Regions from separate parts of the Mus musculus genome. Here region 1 is linked to region 2. A link is a contact called in public Hi-C data. All regions are on one chromosome and are shown on one strand. Each heading gives the region's core, a stretch centred on a gene start, on an enhancer-like site or on the middle of the called end of the contact. The rest is flanking DNA. Distances are from core to core; before and after follow the strand shown. Region 1 overlaps Gm52095 (a long non-coding RNA gene). Region 2 has its middle 31 kb from the start of Gm34848.

The links. Hi-C and Micro-C count contacts between places; a contact is called where the count stands out from the background.
Region 1: a Hi-C map of CD8 T cells shows a contact between it and region 2, with 1.8 times the contacts expected there. The contact joins two enhancer-like sites. A contact is called at or near these places in 10 of 39 promoter capture datasets (the C10 cell line, the HPC-7 cell line, embryonic stem cells and 4 more), 2 of 15 datasets of contacts at CTCF or cohesin (the NIH/3T3 cell line and large pre-B cells), 49 of 484 Hi-C or Micro-C datasets (B cells, the C10 cell line, CD4 T cells and 27 more), 22 of 115 datasets of contacts at active chromatin or transcription factors (the 230-238 cell line, CD8 T cells, the SCID.adh cell line and 15 more) and 3 of 9 other capture datasets (adipose tissue, liver and pancreatic islet).

What each region holds. Positions count from the first base shown.
Region 1 is chr14:27,403,609-27,407,135 of GRCm38.p6, reverse strand. It overlaps Gm52095 (a long non-coding RNA gene), which reads left to right. Exons shown (of 4, transcript XR_003951011.1): 4 at 974-1,254. Arhgef3 (Rho guanine nucleotide exchange factor (GEF) 3) reads right to left here. Exons shown (of 10, transcript NM_001289687.1): 10 at 3,225-3,527. Among named protein-coding and RNA genes, the nearest start is that of Gm34702, 5.1 kb to the right of the region's middle. Within about 2 kb of position 1,510, at least 103 of the 459 cell types and tissues checked have an H3K27ac peak or open chromatin away from gene starts, as enhancers often do. A contact at or near this core is called in CD8 T cells, the MNK3 cell line, the SCID.adh cell line and 6 more, where this site is marked.
Region 2 is chr14:27,232,771-27,236,289 of GRCm38.p6, reverse strand. It overlaps a transcript of Arhgef3 not described here. Among named protein-coding and RNA genes, the nearest start is that of Gm34848, 31 kb to the left of the region's middle. Within about 2 kb of position 1,794, at least 17 of the 459 cell types and tissues checked have an H3K27ac peak or open chromatin away from gene starts, as enhancers often do. A contact at or near this core is called in CD8 T cells, the MNK3 cell line, the SCID.adh cell line and 6 more, where this site is marked.

The DNA of each region.
Region 1 (3,527 bases), core at 261-2,760, 170 kb before region 2:
TGGCTGCCTTCCTCTGCTGTTCGCCACCTGAACTTTCAAAGCAGGACCTCTCATTTGGTCTAAACTTCCACATGTCGGCTAGACTGGCTGGCAAGTGAGCCCTTGGGGTCCGCTCATTTGCAAACCCCCTCCCCAGGTGCTGAGGTACAGACACATGCTCTCACATGCTCACCTCCCGAGTGCTAGGATTTTCCATGGATGCTGCGGATCTGAACTCAAGTCCTGATGCTTGTACGGCAAGCCCTTTAAGACCGAGCCAACTCTCCCTGTCCCTCATTGTGACATTTCTTCAAATACAGGTGTATGTGTATACGTGTGTGTGTGTGTGTGTGTGTGTGTGCAAGTGGAGGCCAGAGAACAACCCTGGGTGTCATCCCCGGGCACACTCTCCACCTTCCCTGACACAGTCTCTGATTAACCAATTAGGTGGGCTCCAAGGATCCCCCTATCTCCTCCATCTTCCCAGTCTGGAACTACAAGATCATGCCATGTCACCTTGCAAGTGTAGTGTATTCTGAGGATCACATTAAGTCTCCATGCTTGCAAGACAGGTACTTTACCAATGGAATATCTTCCCTGCTCCCTTGTATTCATACATGAATATAATGTACTTTGGTCATATTCATACTGTTACCCTTTTGGGTCCCCTTCCCCATCACATTCTGTATCTCAAATATTCCCCCCACCATGTATGTATGTTATGACAGGGTCTCATGCAACAACTTTACAATGTAGAATCACATGGGAAAAGGGAACCTTAATTGAAGAACAGCTTTGATCAGATTGACCTGTGGCCATGTTTATGGTAAATTGTGTTCACTGATAATTAGTGGGGGGCAGGGAGACCCAAGCCCACTATGGGTGGCACCATTCCCTTTGGCAGGGAGATACATTAAAAAGAAAAAGAAAAAGCTGGCTGAGCATAAATCAGTGAGTGGACCAGTAAAGATCATTCTTCCATGGTTTGTTTCAGTTCCTGCCTTGACTTTCCTTGATGGGACTGTAACCTGAAACTGTAAGTAGAAATAAACCCTTTCCTCTCCAAGTTGCTTTCGGTCATGGTATTTATCACAGCAACAAAGGAAACTAGGCTACCCCTTGATAAACCGCTCTGTCTAGGTAGGCCTGTTGCTGACTGGGAGAACCACCAACATTCCTGAAGAAAAAAGGTGTGATGTAAGGAGCAGTGACATTGTTAAAACTGTCTGCCTACACAGACTTGAGGGGTAGTGACCTCTTCTCAAGGTGGCCTTGCTCATGTGGGGCTTCTGATCCTGATGACGTTAAGATCCCTATAGACAGCTCTGGGTTTGGGGAACTGTCTTCCAATTCTGCATGTCCATTCTCTAGAACCAGGTGGTGCTCTAGATTTGGGGAAGTAAAAAAAAAAAAAAAAATGGGTGCATAGAGAACATAAAGTTGAACAGGCTGCTCACCGAGATGGGCTGTAGCATCCTGTAACAACCACGAAGTTTGCATTCTTAGCAGCTGGAGACTTCTGGCAATGGAAACTAAAGCAGTCAGTGGCAGTGACCACAAGCCAGAAACTGAAACCACACTCTAATTCTGCACAAGATTGCCAGCCCCGGCTGTTTTCATTGTGTCTTGACTACAAGGATTACATCTAGTTGCATGTACTATAACAGCCTCAGAGCAGACTGAAGCCCATGTAGCCTGCCGCCACTTGTACTAACTCTCAAAATGTCAGCACCAACAACTAACCTTCTAGCAAAGATACAGCGCCTAGAGTCAACAAGCCAATGCCACTCTAGAAACAAAATGTGGAGACTGTCCAAAATGTCTCTGAAGCATGGGCAAAGGGAGACCAGAGAACAAAGCAGACGGGTTTTCTTTTTCTTTCACTTTCTCCCTTCCTTTCTTCCTTCCTCCCCTTCCTCACTCCCTTCCTTCCTTCTTTCTTTTTTTCTTTTTTTGTTTGTTTTTCGAGACAGGGTTTCTCTGTGTAGCCCTGGCTGTCCTGGAACTCGATCTGTAGACCAGGCTGGCCTCGAACTCAGAAATCCACCTGCCTCTGCCTCCCGAGTGCTGGGATTAAAAGCGTGCGTCACCACGCCCGGCTCCTTCCTTCCTTTCTTTTTCATTTTGTGTGTGTGTGTGATATTTAACTATGTAGCTGACTGACCTGGTACTATCTAGCCCAGGCTAGCCATCAAATTAAAACAATTCTCTTGCTTCAACCTCTACGGTGCTGGGATTGCAGACAGAAAACTTGATATTTTTTCCCTTGAGAAAAACAAAACTGGACTTACCATCTATGTGAACGCTGTGCCAAATCTAGGAGTGGACAGTGTGTTAAAGGATATGGCAGACACATAAAGACAAAACTCGTCATTAACCTTACCGGACTAACATGCTGTTGGAAATGCTTGCTAAGATCTTTAACCTGTCCCGTCTTTCTATAGACAAAACAAGAGCCCTACTCTGTCAGAGAAATAAAACCATTTCAGTGAACAAGCAGACTAAAATTCCAGCGTAACTTAAAAATGAAACTTCCCTTCGCCCTTCCTTTTCCTTGTTGTTTCAAGATATGATCACACTATGCAGTCCCAGCTGGCCTGGAACTTGCTATACAGAGTAAGCTGACCTTGAACTTCAGGAGATCCTCCTGTCTCTGCGTCTTAAGGGCTGGAGTTACAGGTGTGCACCACTACCCCTGTTAGCTTCAAGTTCACCGTCAGTCACTTGTGTCCGCAGTGAGATGCAATGCTTCTTTTCTGTCACAGCTCTGACTAAGCTTTGTATAGGGCATAGATAAAGGTGAGTGAAGGGGCGAGGGGTGGCAAGATGGCTAAAATGGGGAGAGGTGCTTGCTGCTAATGCCAAGCCGGATGACCTGAGTTCCGTCCTCAAAACTCATACAGTGAAAGGAGAGAACTAAATACTCAGGTTGTCTTCAGACCTCCACTCAAGTGTGGCAGTACCTGTGTACTTACGTGCATGCCTCACACACACATACACTAAGTACACACAAGTGAATAAATGGTGTACACTAAGTATACATGGTAAAAGAAATCAGAGCAGAATGCTTGAGAAAACAGAAATGTATGTTCTGTAACAGCTTTGCTCCATCAGTCGCACTATTTATTTCCGCAAGTAGTATTTGGAAACCACATGTAAAATTTCAGAAAGAAACTCTTGCCTTTCCAGAGGACAACCTGAGACTTGATGATGGCTGAGCACACACTGTACACAGGAGGAAAAGGTGTTTTTAATGCAATTTATTTGAAATGCTTCCAGAAAAGTTTAAGGCCATTATACAAAAGTATTCATTTCACCAAAACATCCGTCCACTCTCTTCCCACAGGCTGACAGACCTTGACTCACTGGCCACCGTGGCCAGCGGCTCTACAGAGAACAGTTGAAGCTTTCTCCATCATCCAGTGTCCTGTCTCAGCTTTCCACTGTGTCTGCCTGGAGCAGGTTTGTTTATTCAGCAACTTGGGAAACAAAATGGTTTTAAATAAACTTGTAATAGAAAAAAATTCACCACTGTTAAAATCTATAAA
Region 2 (3,519 bases), core at 545-3,044:
ACCACTCACAGCAACTAACCTAGGCTGACTCAATCAATTTTCCAGCTACTGAGAGTGGAGAAGAGGAAGGGGACCAAAAGCAGCGGCTACAGCATTTCTAGGAACAGGTGAACCTGACTACGCCCTAAAGCAGGTAGCGGTCGAAAAGGAAGGAAGTAGGGAGAGAAGGAAGCCTAAAGATGCCCTGGCAGGGACAGGGGCACAGAAAGGCCAGTGCACAGCCATTTCCTCTGCAGCTGTTACCGCTCTGACAGGAGTAAGAACTCCAGGAACAAAAGGGTCTGTGAAGACAGAGAGGAAAATGGCGAGGAGAAGCCACTGCCCTGTGACATTCATTTTGAGCTGCAGCACATGAGTTCATAAAGAAACTAGAGTTTTTGCTCTGGGGGCTACAGGGATTCTGGTATGTTTTTCAATTTTTACAAGTAGTATATCATTGCAACACAGCCAAGCAGAAGGTAAAAAAGCAAAATTCATCTTTCCAAGGGCTCTGCCACAACCCCCTTTGGCAGAGGTAGTGGGGTTAAAGTCAGAGGGAGACTTGGACTCAACACTAGTGCCTTTGGGATAGGGGAGGGGAGAATACCGAAGACAAAGGCCAGTGGGCTCCGCCTGCTGAAGAGGTTTCTCCACTCAGTTTCTGCTCTGGGGAACCCAAGAGGCTGCCAGCTCAAGCTGATCAGATATTCTAGGTTACTTTTTTAAAGCCTAAAATTCCAGATCTTTTATTCAAGAGAGAGAAAGAGAGATCCCAAGGGCCATCTGTATGGAACGTTCAAAGGGCAACACTTCTGGAATTTTCCTGGTACTGAGACACCCCTGAGCTTCTGGGTGTATCAAGGTCTTTGCCTCCGCCCCTTTCTTTTCTAAAAACAGGACAACGACATTGGTGAACTGCAAGAGCACAGGCCTTTTCCTTGACAACCAGGGAGGGCATCTTCCCACGCCATGATGCATCTTCAGCGTCTTGCTGGAGAGCACTTCTGTACCACTCCATCAGCCCACAACATTGGGCGCTATGCAAACATGAAAGACGAGCTTGGAATGTTCCTTTACCGTTGTCCATTCTCACCACCGCCAGTGCTGGACACTTGGCTCATGGTAACAGTGTCCTTGTGGAGGATGTTAATGCATTCTGAACCATGATTACTGCGACATTACACTGTGACTGCCGATTGTTGATATGTGAACATGAGCCCTGACCATGTATTTCTTTGTTTATATGATCCTCACAACTCTGTTAAGACGGTCTTAATTTTATTATGATATTCTACTCTGAAGTTTTTTAAACAACAACAACAAAAGAATCTAAAACTCAGAAAGGTAATGTGAGCTTTCCATTAGCACAGGGCCTAGGTGGTACAGATCAGTCAGGTTTAGAACACCTACAGCACACACATACACACACACACACACACACACATACTCAAACATATATACACTCACACACACCACACACATATATACACACATACACACACACTTCCTGCCCCTTTACCCCTTACCATCCAAGAGCCATCTAGAAAACTACTTCTTTAATATTCAGAAATCTGACTCCTTGAACCAAAAACACTGGAAAGACAAGGAATGTCGACAACAGAACCTTTCACTGCCTCCTGGGGAAAGACATCCTCCTTTCAAAGCCCCACTTTACAGTGGTTCAAGATAAATCCTAACAGATTAGAGAGAAATTTAGAAAATAAAACCAGGAAGCTGTGGAGGCCCAGGCTCCTGTGGTTTGCTATTTTCCTTCACCTTGAGGTGGTGATTCATTTGTTTCAACATGGGAAACTACCACGAGGCACTTTCTGTGTAGACACTGGTGGCTGTGTTCCCACGCCTGTTCAATAACTAGACTTCTAGCTGAGACCCTACCACCACACTTCTTGGTATCGTGGGGACAAAGGCTGCTTCTCTTGTGTGGCTCATCTATGCAGCTGCCAGCATCTCCTGATGAGAGGCTCCATCCAGGCAGCCTCCTCCAAAGGTATCACAAGCAATAGATTTACTGGGGCTGTGAGAACTTCATTTGCATAAGATATTGGTCACGTTTCAGTAAAATTCTATCTTTACTAGAAATGAAAAAATGGGCTGGTGAGATGGCTTAGTGGGTAAAACCACTTGTGGCCAAAACCTGATGACCCAAATTTGATCCCCAGAACCCATGTGAAAAATGTGTGTGGTGACTGAGATCTTAAATCCTAGCACTCTTACTGAGAGACCGGAGGTAGAAACAGGAGAATTGCCCAGAAATTTGAGGGTCAACCAGCCTGGAGTACACAGAACACTAGAGACAATGAAAGAGGCTCTGCCTCACCAAAATGAAAGCTGAGAACAGATTTCTGAAAGTGTCCTCTGACTTTCACATACATATGCCTACACACACACACACACACACACACACACAGAGAGAGAGAGAGAGAGAGATGATAATAAATAAACAAAAAAGGTAGCAAATACTATATGTGGTGACACATGTCTGTTACAGCAGCACTCTGGGGCGGAGGTATCTTACATTTTAGGACAGCATGGTCTCCTGAACGAGACTCTGATGGAGTGGAGGAGCAGGAAGAGGGTGAGGGGGAAGAAGGAAGAGAGGTGACAAGAAAAGAAACTTAGCAAATTATAGTGTTTCTTCCATTTGAAATTCATTGCATTCTGTAATCTCTTCCTTTGTGTATGAGACACTAAAGACACCACAGAATCTAAAGCATCAGAAGACAGCCTTGGGATGTCCCTGTGCACCTGAAGTTACACAGAAGTTCCCACAATTCTGCCTGATGAGTTACAGAAGGGGACATAAAGTGATCAGTGCAGAAATGGGATGCTAGTAATGACCGAAATGTAAAATGATTACCATTGATTTAACCAACACCTAACATTGGAAAAGTAACAGGCCTTAGATTTCTGAGATGGTTGCCAAATTCGGGTACAAGAAGAGGAAACCAAGTTTTTATGCCATGGTTGGAGGGAGGAACCACAAGTGTCTGTGATGGGGTCATCCTGGCAGAGGGGCATCACCACATCGAGCCAGTGAGAATTAAGGACGTCGGAGGATGCCGAGCCTGGGTGTTTACTTGTGGTCAGCTCCTTTCACTGAATGTCTCTCGATCTACTTTTTACTGCTGCAAACACAACTTGGGCAGCTATACCCCTTGATTTACTATGAGTTATGGGGGAGGGGAGGGCAGGCCTCTAGATGCCACCCAAAAACTGGATATAGGTGACTTAACTGTAGAGATTCAGACCAAGCCCTGCTCAGTGCCCCAGCCCAACAAGATTACAAAATAAATGGAAAGCACGTGGGAACAGACCTGGCTGCCCAAGGTCAAGAACAAATAAATAAGAAACTCTTCATCTACAGTTTCAACCCAAGAACTAAAAATAAATGGTGCCTTGACACGGGATCCTTACAGATGGCTAACCTGCCTAGTCTTCTGGGCTTATCTTGCCAGTTTTGCTCTGAGCTATTATTTGTATGCTGTACTTTTTCTCTCTCTAAACAAATCGGAACCTTTA